Linked DNA regions of Mus musculus: region 2 is linked to region 1. Evidence: chromatin contacts called from public Hi-C data. All regions are on one chromosome and are shown on one strand. Each heading gives the region's core, a stretch centred on a gene start, on an enhancer-like site or on the middle of the called end of the contact. The rest is flanking DNA. Distances are from core to core; before and after follow the strand shown. Region 1 overlaps Anxa2 (annexin A2). Region 2 has its middle 22 kb from the start of Nedd4.

Evidence for each region. Hi-C and Micro-C count contacts between places; a contact is called where the count stands out from the background.
Region 2: a Hi-C map of the STO cell line shows a contact between it and region 1, with 6 times the contacts expected there. The contact joins two enhancer-like sites. A contact is called at or near these places in 1 of 484 Hi-C or Micro-C datasets (the STO cell line) and 1 of 9 other capture datasets (adipose tissue).

What each region holds. Positions count from the first base shown.
Region 1 is chr9:69,474,462-69,480,392 of GRCm38.p6, forward strand. It overlaps Anxa2 (annexin A2), which reads left to right. Exons shown (of 13, transcript NM_007585.3): 4 at 1,592-1,686; 5 at 5,217-5,330. Among named protein-coding and RNA genes, the nearest start is that of Mir3109, 20 kb to the left of the region's middle. Within about 2 kb of position 3,175, at least 76 of the 459 cell types and tissues checked have an H3K27ac peak or open chromatin away from gene starts, as enhancers often do. A contact at or near this core is called in the STO cell line, where this site is marked.
Region 2 is chr9:72,668,043-72,673,858 of GRCm38.p6, forward strand. It overlaps a transcript of Nedd4 not described here. Among named protein-coding and RNA genes, the nearest start is that of Nedd4, 22 kb to the right of the region's middle. Within about 2 kb of position 3,864, at least 6 of the 459 cell types and tissues checked have an H3K27ac peak or open chromatin away from gene starts, as enhancers often do. A contact at or near this core is called in the STO cell line, where this site is marked.

The sequences.
Region 1 (5,931 bases), core at 1,925-4,424:
AGGAGGCAGGAGGCAGGAGGCAGGAGGCAGGAGGCAGGAGGCAGGAGGCAGGAGGCAGGAGGCAGGAGGCAGGAGGCAGGAGGCAGGAGGCAGGAGGCAGGCAGATTTCTGTGAATTTGAGACCAGCTGGGTGAATCCCTGTCTCAAAACCAAAAACCACCAAAAAACTGAAAAAACAAACAAACAAAAGCACAACAACAACAAAAAATCCTCAAAAAAGAATAAAAATAATTCACCTTGCTTTATTTTAAATGACCACATACATAGCATAGTATTCCAGTGTGTGGACAAAATGAGATTATGTAATCAGTCCCTTATTGGACATACAAGGGTGATAATCCGTATCCTCAAACCCACCTCAGTGTCTAGCAATAGGGTATTCACACTGTATTCACACTGTATTCACACTGACTACTCTAAAATCTAAGTGGAGTGCTAGACATTTATTAGTACGTGACCCCACTTGGAAATGAGTACATGAATGTTTTAAAGCATCTTTCTTTTTATACCCGGAAATTATCACGTTGTAAATGCGCGTGAAGCATCAGGATGCTTCCACTGTCCAACTGTTCATTGTTCTGCCGCCCAAACATCATAGTTCTGAGCTCCAAGTGCTTTGGGATGCCTCTGACTTTCTGTAAGACAAGTTGGGTGCAGTCTGTAAGTGACCTTTTGTGCTTAGGGACTCTGGAATTGCCCACCAGTCATGGCAAAGGCTTTTCCTTTTATTGAGCAAAGTTCATAGTCAGACAGCGGAAAGCTCTCTTGCTGCCTGAATCCTCAAAACTGAGCTTTGCTGAGTTAAATGACATGTGAGGAATATTTCTGATATAAAAATTGGAAACTTTCAGATACCTCGAACCTTGCTTATCTTTGTAAATACACATGTTCCAATTAAAATAGGTACTGAAACATTTGGGTGGCACTTCAAAACTCCCAATTTAGATTTAATTTAGATTAAAGCACTTATTCTTTTTTAATACAGTTGTAAAATTGATTATTAAAGTCACCTATTGAAGATTGAAAGCACAGGATGTATACTTTCCTTGTGAGACAATCTCATCTTCAATAAGTGTGGTTCTATTAATCAATTAGCTATTAAAATATAACTGCCATATTAAGCCTGACTCATTTGTCATGACAGCTGGTATAATTATAAAAATTATACCTAGCCATTTATACAGCCATAATCTTGCAATAAATATAAATAATTGTCTCTATTAATTCATTTTGAAGGTTCTGTCTATTAATTCTCCAGTTAAGTGGCAATTTGGGGACCTTCATTTAAAATCTTTGTTGTTCGTTCCATCTGACTGCCAGAGTTCCACACGTGTACCTCCCACTGTTGATTTTGGAAACCAATTTATGAATAAAATAGCTTTTTAAGTGCAAATATTTAAAGGGTTGAGGCCCAAGGTCCAAGGCTTTCTGGGGAAGAAGGTAATGAGGGTGCCTGTGTTTGGTCAGGAAGAGGGATGAGCTAGTCGTGACATTCTAGTATTGGGTTGGGGAGAGAGTATGTGGATTTCACTGTGTGAACGTCTCCTAAAGCGTGTGGTGGGGTAACTGTTCATAACTTGATTCTCCACAGGAGTGGATGAGGTCACCATTGTCAACATCCTGACAAACCGCAGCAATGTGCAGAGGCAGGACATTGCCTTCGCCTATCAGAGAAGGACCAAAAAGGTACTGGAACCTTAGTGTGGAGGGCAGGCCTTGTTGAGTTAATGTTCTCAGATATTGCCTGTTCTGTTCTTAATTAATATGTGTGTGTGTGTGTCCCTTGTTTGTGTTGCCCTGCATACCGTAGGGTGGCAGGCCCTAAAGCTTCCAGATGATTCCCCTGTCTTCAATTTCTATCTTGTCACAGAAATGCTGGGGATACCACATCTGGCTTTTTTTTTTTTTTTTTTTTTTTTTTTTTTTTTTTTTTACATTTAGCACCATTACCTGCTAACCCATTCTCCACCCCTACCCCGTCCAACATTACTTTTTCTTTTTGTGAGTTGTGGATCTTCTTTAACCAAAAGGATCCTTCTAGAACTCTTGGATGTCCAAGGTTTCCCTCTTATATCCTTGAGAGGGTTGCTGCTTTCATAGGTACAGCCGTGGGAGGTAGAATGGAAAGGTGACATCCTGGAACACACGAGGGAGGCATTCTGGAATAGACGACAAGGAAGAGAAGCAATGGTCCCACGGGTTATGTGCTGACTCTGTCATTGCTGTGCTTAGGTAGCAACTCACTTCCTCTCATGGCTTCTCTGGCTTCTTCGTCAGATGTTGTGAATGTAATTTCAGAATGGTTTCCTCCACTGGGCGTGAGTCCTAACGTGTGCTTCTCATTTACACTGAGGGGCTGGGGAGACAGCTCTGTTGGTAAAGTGCTTGTCACACAAGCATGAGTATCTGAGTTCAATCTTCAGCATCCACGTTAAAAGAGCTAAATACCCCAGTGCTAGGGACGCTAGATAGGATTCCTGGGGCTCCCCAGACAGTCAATTTAGCTGATTCAGAGAGCTCTAAATCTCACACACACACACACACACACACACACACACACACACACACAGCTTCTTTATCAGATTCATCGTGGCTGAAGTGCTGTGGTCCAGCCTGCTATCTTCAATAGGCTTCGCTCCTAGTGTTTATGGAGTTTTCTGTGTGTGTTTTCCCTTTGCTCGTCCACTCGTGGCTAAAGCAGGCCCCGTCTTGTCCACCTTAGTTTCCCACAGCACTAGGACATTTTACCTTTAAGGATATGCTACTTAATCTCTAACGCTTTGCTATTAAAAGCTTTTGACTTATATTCGGACAGTGCCATCAGGGTGACCTCATGCGGCTCCCGCCTGACTTGAGGCTTTCACTCCCCGCTACAGTAGCATTGACCTGAAAGAATGCCAGGAGAAACTGTGTGTCCCTGGAGTTGGCGTGACCACCAGGTCCTGGGAGTTCCAGGTCAAGCCTGGCTGAAGCTCTGTCCTCCGTGCTCCAAAGCAGTTGGGAAAGGACGTAAATGGGAAAGCAGCTAGCTCCCTTCATCCCACATGCATTACAATTCTCCTTTCACGGGATGACGTGTGTTAATCTTCTGCAGTGAGGCTCAGAAGGGAGTGTTTTATGTCTCTGGCTGTCCCAAAGGATCTGAGAGCTGCAAGAGCCAAGTTCCCGTTGGAACAGGAGATCCACTATTCTGGACTGAAGGAAATAACTGCTCATTCAGTGTGGCCTTGGAACTGTGTGTGCACACTGAGCTTGGCTTCATGTTAGGTAGCTGGAGAACGCAGATCCTGCAGAGCCTGTTGGAGTAAACACATTATTAGAATCATGAGAAGGGTCAGCAAACACACAGGCATTAGCGCGTGCTAAGGACAGCCCACTGCCCTGATGATACTTAATGGTCCAGGGTGATTATCTGTCACAGGAAGATGCCGCAACTGCCTGAGGTAATTTTCTAAAAGGACGTCCTAGTATTGTTTTAGGTGCACTGTTTGTCAAGACTGGTCTGCAGCAGTGGTTCACAGTCTGTGGGTCATGATCTCTTTCAGGGGTTGAGCAACCCTTTCACAGGACTCGCCTAAGACCACCGGAAAACAGATGTTTACCTGATGACTCAGAGTAGCAGCAAACACACAGTTATGAAGTAGCAACAAAAATACTTTTGTGGCTGGGATCACCGTGGCCTTTCTGACCAGGACAAAGAACCCTATTAAAGGGTTGCAGCACTAGGAAGGTTGCGAACCACTGGTCTAGAGGGACAGAGGGACCCTGCCCAGGTGGTGAGCTGCTGCAGATACTGTCACAGCTAGTAAAAGAGGGACACAGGGAGGAAGTTTGCATTTTATGCTTTGTCCCTTCAAACTAGTGCTAGACACAAGGTTTCTCTATGCAGAGAACAGTTGTTGTTCTATTGATCCCTTCTGGGATTTTTATTTGTGCTGAGTCCTATACTGGGCATTCTGAGCAATTCAAGTCAAAGTGGAAAAATCCAGTAGGTGCCCCAGATGTCCCCTGAGGTGAGAGCAGAGATGGGGGTGGGGGCGGGAGGGGGAGTGTCAAGGACAGACCAAGTTGGGAGTCACTTAACCTCAGGGTTCCAATTTGGAAAGCTGGTGTTATAATTGGTATGTGTTGTTTTAGAAAGACCTTCCTACCTCCCATGCATGGTTAGGGCATCAGCAGCCAGAAGGAGGAGGTGAATGGGCTGGGCCTAATGCTTGTTCGCATCCATGCCAGGTCTGACTTTCTTGACACTTGCTGTATGTTACCTTTAGAGGCTTGTGGAGCCTCAGAAATTGTTGGCCAGCCAGCCTACAGGGCCAAGTTCCAGGCCAACAAGAGACCTTATCTCAATCAGAAAGTGGAGGGCACCTGAGGAATGACAACTAAGCTTGTTCTGTGACCTTAACCCGCATATGCTCCTACACACACACACACACACACACACATGCAACACGCACACCCCACATAAAAATAAATGCAGTTCAGTTCAGTGCAGCTGTGGCCTAGTCCATTCCCATGGCTGGTGAGTATCCAGTCGCCGAGGAAATATCTTTAAGAGCCACCCTGAATTAAGGATATCTGTCTACATATCTGAGTGCTGCCTCAGACCTCCGACTTTATTAAAATTGTGTGTTCATGATGATAGTGGCGTGATGATGACACTGTCCAACAGGAAGTTGAAAGGGACTCTGAGGGGCTGGAGTTCACATCATATTCATCACCGCCCCAACCTGGAGGAGATGGGAGATGGCTCAGGGCGAGGTGCGGTGTTTTACATAGGGAAAGCTCAGCACCCTCCCCCCCACCCCCGGCCTCGCTAGCACAGCTAGCTCCAGGCTACAAGGTCCCACCCTAGAGCAGCATCACAAACGCCTTCCCTGGGACCTCTATAGACCTGCAGGACTCCACTGGTCTTTCTACCTCACTTCTTTTCAGCTTGACTTGGAAATCTCCCTGAGACTCCACTCTTAGCTCTCCTCTCAGGAGCTATCAGCTACAGCTACCTAGTGATCAGCCTGGGTGTTAGTGGATTCCCTTACCATGTGGTTTCTGCCCTCCTGGTCTGATGTAGGGGACGAGGAAGTTCTCCCCAAACGGCAGAGTGGTCAAAGACTCACACACAGCCTGCTTTTCAGAGAGAGCCATCTTATTTCTGTCTCGCTGGTTCCAGAGTGGACGTTGGTTCCAAGCAGCTCTGAGACATCTCCCTTTTACAGGAGCTCCCGTCAGCGCTGAAGTCAGCCTTATCTGGCCACCTGGAGACGGTGATTTTGGGCCTATTGAAGACACCTGCCCAGTATGATGCTTCGGAACTAAAAGCTTCCATGAAGGTAAACACGTGTGGGGTGTCATCCGTCAACCTGCCCATTAGCGTCTGTGAATTACAGCCTTTTGAGTGTAACTAGGTGATTGTCAGTTGTGTTGGAGTCTTATTTGAAGTCATTTCCCCCCAATGCTATAAGTTGTCAGGATTTGAACCAAAAATATTTCAATCTCTCTCTTTTTTAACGACGGCAAAGAAATTTCCTGATGCTTAGCAGCTTAGTGATGGTTAGCAGCTGCTGAGACTCGGCACCTGGGCGATTGGAATGCCTCTTGGGAAAACTGCTTCCTTGATTACACTTCCTTTTTAAGGAGGATATGTGTGGTATTAAGGAGAAAGAAAAACAGCTTTTGTTCAGTAAAGCTTGCAGATTCTGCCCATGCCCTCCTGGATGCTGCTTCCTCTGGCTTCCCCCTGCCCCCCCCCAATCCGTTGCTGGGCCAAAATTTGGATTTGGTCCAAAAATCAGCAATGCAGTGCAGGTGAGGGTCGATATCAGGGTGGGACTGGCACCTGAATCCAATGGGAAGTTTCTGCAGGACATAATATTGTTATCTAAGTTTTGATTTTGCAAAGCTATTTTGAACATGGGAATTGAGGTTAAATTA
Region 2 (5,816 bases), core at 2,614-5,113, 3.2 Mb after region 1:
GGGAGTCAGATCTCGTTACGGATGGTTGTGAGCCACCATGTGGTTGCTGGGATTTGAACTCCGGACCTTTGGAAGGGCAGTCGGGTGCTCTTACCCGCTGAGCCATCTCTCCAGCCCGAATTTTGTTTCTTATGCTTGTTGTGTAAGATAGTAATTGGGTGCCATTGTTAATGTTGTCTTTTTACATTTCAATATGGACTCTAGTCATTTAATAAGACCACAAAAATATAAGGAGTTGGAGGTTGGAATTATATTGGATTTATATATTACTTTGGAGAAAATAGGCAACTTATTAAAATTTTTCATCAACAAGCACAGAGAATGTCTTCATTTATTAGTTCTCTAATGTCCTTCAACAGTGTTTTTAATATTATCAGTTGAAGTTTGTTTATTTTGTTTCTGTATCTTGTACAATTTTAAACATATGTATGTGGAAAAATATGTATATTGAGACAGGATCCTACTGTGTAGCACCGGCTACCTTGGAACTCATTATATAGTCCAGAGATCTATCTGCTGGCTTCTAACTCCTGAGTGCTGGCATTAAAACTATGTACAAATAGTAGGGGAAGGCTCTTAATGAGGAATTATCTGAATCAGGTTGGTCTGTGAACAGATGTGTGGGGGTTGTCTTTTTTTTTTTTTTTTTAGATTTATTTATTTTATTAATGTAAGTACACTGTAGCTGTCTTCAGACACTCCAGAAGAGGGAGTCAGATCTTGTTACAGATGGTTGTGAGCCACCATGTGGTTGCTGGGATTTGAACTCCTGACCTTCGGAAGAGCAGTCGGGTACTCTTACCCACTGAGCCATCTCACCAGCCCGTGGGGGTTGTCTTGATGGTTACTTCATATAAGAAGACCCAGTTTATTGTGAGTGGCACTCAGCTCAAGTAACTTATTCTCACCTGTCTTAGTGTCTTATTGTCTGAGAGACACTATGACCAACAGTGAGGTGGGGAGGAAGGGCTTTACTTAGCTTACATTGGCCACATTGTGGTCCATCATTGAAGGATTTAGAGCAGGAACTCTAGGTTTTGCAGGTACCTGGAGGCAGAAGCTACTGTAGAGCCCACTTACTGGCTCGTCATTCATTGCTTGCTCAGCCTGCCTTAAAGCACCCAAGTCTACCAGCATAGAGGTTGCCTGGCCCTCTCACATCAATCACTAATTACAAATACTAGTTTACAGTCCAGTCTTGGGACATTTTCTGCCTATATTGAGGTTCCTTCTCTCATGACAATAGCTGTGTCAAGTTCACATATAACTAGCCAGCACAGTTAGCATGAGTCTATAAAAAGAGAATGAACACAGTATTACCAGGCTGTGCACTGAGTTTACGGAAGCTTGCATTATACTGAACTGTCTTACAGACATTTTAGGCAGGGGTTCCAAACAATGTAAGAGGAAAGCTGACTGATGGGCAGCAAGCCTCTGCTCGTGACTGAGTATATATGAGAGCTGCTTCAATTCTTGCCTTGATTTCCCTGTATAGCCCCAGCTGTCCTGGAACTCAAATCCACCTGCCTCTGCCTCCCAAGTGCTGGGATTAAGTGCGCCGCCTGGCGGACTGAATGTTTTTAAGCCAAATCCCCAAGGTTGCTTTTTATTGGAATATTTTCCCCAGTATCTGAAATGAATCCAGAATACCTACCCTTTTTTGATTTAAACGATTTATAATCTGTAGGTTAAGAGTGCGTACAACAGTGTAGTCCACAGCTTGGAGACATTACCTACATTTGCACAGACTCACATCCAACTTTTTATTTGCTGAGCCACTTGAGAATAAGTTACAGAATTTGTGCCATTTTCTGCTGAATACTTTGTTATTCATCACTTTAGAAAGTATAATATTTTTATTATTTTGTTGAGAATTTCACAACAATGTATTTATTTTTTTAAATTATGGGTATGGGAGTTTTGCCTGGATAAGACAGAAGATGGTGGCGGATCCCCCGGAAGTGATGTTACAGATACTTGTGAGCCTCCATGTGGATGCTGGGAGTTGAATCCGAATTCCCTGGAAGAGGAGCACGTGCTGTTCACTGCTGATCCGTACCTGGAGCTCCACAACGTATGTTTTTAAATTCTTATTTATGCGTATGGGTGTTTTGTTTGTATGTATGCCTTTATATGGTGTGTATTCCTAGTGTCCATAGAGACTGGAAGAGGGCCTCTTCAGACCTTAGACCTGGACTTAGAGATGGTTGTGAGCCCCCGTGTAGGTGCTAGGAATTGAATCCAGATCCTTTGGAAGAACAGCTAATGCTTTAAACTGCTGAGCTATTTCTCAACCCCCCAAATTAATGAATTTCCTTTGAGGCAGGATCTCATAATAGCCCTGACTAGCCTGGAACTTGCTATGTAAACCACGCTGGTCTTGAATTGTTCTAGTGCTGGCTCCAAGGGGTTAAAGTGGCTTATCACCACACCTAGCCATAGACAATGTAATGTGATCATATTTACCCTGCCAACTTCTCCCCCCAGCTACCCTCAGATGATATATCTCTTTTAAGACAAGGAAATTCTCCCATGAGACCTCATTCCACTGTTGACATGCAAGATCATTGGTATTTGACATATCATAGTGTGTTCACTGTTATTTATAAACTGTTTAATGGTACTTAAAAACTACCTTTTCTTTGTAGTTATTACAAATGACTATGAGCTTTTGATTTCATGGTATGAACACAGCAACAGTGGTAACTTCCTTAGTTATAATTTGTCATTAAAAGTTTATTATAAGAAAGCTAAATTAGGGGGCTGGTGAGATGGCTCAGTGGGTAAGAGCACCCGACTGCTCTTCCGAAGGTCCAGAGTTCAAATCCCAGCAACCACATGGTGGCTCACAACCATCTGTAACAAGATCTGACTCCCTCTTCTGGTGTGTCTGAAGATAGCTACAGTGTACTTACTATAATAATAAATAAAATCTTAAAAAAAAAAAAAAAAAAAAAAAAAGAAAGAAAGCTAAATTACTATGTGTAATAACTTGACTTTAGTTCTTTGGTTTTTGTGTGTGTGATTAAATGTATCTAAAAATTGTAAATTTTGTCTTTATTTTCTTCTATATAGCTTTCAATCAGATTACTTACTTTTAAATATTCCTTTGAATTTAGTATTCTCGTGACTATTGTATTAGATAGCTTGTAATGACATGAAAATAAAACACCTTTTTGTATTTTAGGATGACACACGAGTTGTGAGAGTGAAGGTTATAGCTGGCATAGGCCTGGCCAAGAAAGACATCTTGGGAGCCAGGTAAATAACAATGCATGAGCTTGGGGTTTAAGGAAACAGTATTGCTTAGTTTCTTTCTTGAACTTTGATTAAATGAAAATCTGAGTGATAGTAGCAAATTTTGGTACACAGTGAGATCCTTACAGGGTAAGTGGCTGATTATTTTCTTGGTATCTGAATCAATGAATTTGCAAAATTAAAGACAGTTGTAGTTATAGATTTACTATTGAGTTCTGCCCCCAGAATTTGATAGCATTTTAATTCTCTAAATCCGTTAGCAGATAATAACCAGCATAATCTCTGGTTACAGTAGAAAAAGGAGCTCTGAGTATCAAGTGAGCAGAGCGGGGCGCACTGGGTTGGAGCTACATGGGAGAGACCCAGTGGTGTGGCGGGGTTCCCTTAGAGGAATTAGTCAGCCAGGGAGAATTACAACCTGAGGCAGGGGTTGGTGGTCTCCACAGCCTGAAAACCTGGAGCAGGGGTTGGACTCTGGTGGAGAAATGAGAGATTGGCAGGAAGCCTGGCAGTGGTGGGGATTCTGGAAGAGAAAGAGTTGGCCTCTCAGCTGGTGTCAGAAGATCTGAGCAGAGAGTGAGTGTCTAAACAAGATAGATAAACACAGAAAAAAACAACCCAGAGTCTCTGTAACTCAGCTTACAATGTCCACGGTACAGCATGTAGTCACCTGGTCTGTAAAGAGCAAGGGAAGTGGGACACACTGTCAATCAATAAGGAATATGTGAGCAGAATGTGATGGGAGGCACTCACGGCTAGTCTGGTCTACATAGTGAGTTCCAGGGCTGCATAGCGAGACTCTGTCTCCACGAAACAAAAACTGGGTGGGAAAGAAAGAAAAAAAGAAAGGGAGAAAGAATATATGCTCATTGTCAGTCAAAACATTGGAAATCTCAGGAATGAAGTAGAGACATAAATAGATAAATAAATAATAAAATACCGGGGAAACTCTACAACTAAAATATAATTGAAATTCAAGTTCTTTGGTTGGCCGTGATTTCTGAATGGATACATAGAACAAAGATGAACTGAACATAGATTAATGGGGATCATTTACCAATTAGAAGATGATGAAGAAGAAAGGTCTGTTTGAACTACATCCCAGAGAGATAAATAATGAAATAAAATCTTTTTAAAGAATAAGTGTCTAAATTTGGAAAACGATCAATGAAATATACAACTGGACTGGAGAGTTGGCTCAGCAATCCTGTATTGCTTTTACTGAGGTTTCCCTGGGAACTGCCTGTGACCAACTCCAGGGGATCTGGCGCCCTCTCCTGGCCTCCACAGGCACTGCACACATGTACACACAACTTAAATCTTTTTAAAGAAGAAATGTTAAAGCAGGTTAAAGCTCCTGGTGAAGAGAAAGGAAAAGACCATCAGAAGTGATAAATACCTGGAATCTACAGATGCTTTTTTTTTTAATTAATTAAAAGTTTTATTTTTGTGTGTGGGTGTTTTGTCTTCATGTATATGTTTGAACATTTGATGTCCATAGAGGTCAGAAGAGGATATTAGTCTCCTGGAACTAGAGTTATAATTGGCTGTGATCTGCCATGTTTGTGCTGGGAATCAAACTTGGGTCCCTTGCAAGAGCAGTAAATGCTCTTAACCTTATACAGGGCCCATTGGAATCATGATTCAACAACCTTGTCTTACGGATTCATATTAGATAAAAGGGATGAAAGGAATGCTTATGGGAATAACAGCATAAAGGATAGGGTGTGTGTTTGCTGTGACCCTGCATGGAAGGATCGTGTGGTAGAAAGCATAGGCAAAGTGAATCATTAAGGGTATGAAATAGAAAACATAATCATATCAACATTTCAACAGTAATGTGAAGAATTTTAGGTTTTGTAAGAGCAGAAATTTGGAGGTTTTTTGTTTTTGTTTGTTTCTTTTTGACAGTTTCTCTGGCTATCCTAAAATTACTTCTGTAGACTAGGCTGGCCTTGAACTCAGGACTGCCTGTCTCTGTCTCTCAAGTGCTGGATTTAAGGGCATGTGCCACCACCACCATAGCTATGCAAGCATAGTTGTACTCTAGAGCTGTAAAAGCAGAAATTTTAAACTGAAGTTCTTGAAACAATTAAAAAGTCAGTACAAAACAATTCTTTTTAAAGGGGACAGGACAAGGGAAGGAAAACATGAGTTAATATACTTGTATCCAATCATGTAATAATTACAAGCACCCACATTAGCTGGCTTACAACTGTCTGTAAATCCAGCTCACGGAGATCCAACACTCTTATGGCTTTGGCAGGCACATGTACACATAACACAGAGGCATACACTGTATGCACATAAATTATGAAGCAACTCTTTAAAAAACATACTTAAATTCAATGATATACCTAGGTTGGGGAAAATGGATGCAAAAATGGTATGATAAAGATTAACGTGAATACGAGCCAGGCAGTGTGGCACATGTCTTTAATCCCAGCTATCAGGAGGCAGAGGCAGGTAGATCTCTGACTCTGTAGGCCAGCCTGGTCTACATATAGCATTCTAGGATGGTTAGGGCTACACAAGAGTAACCCTGTCATGAAAAAAAC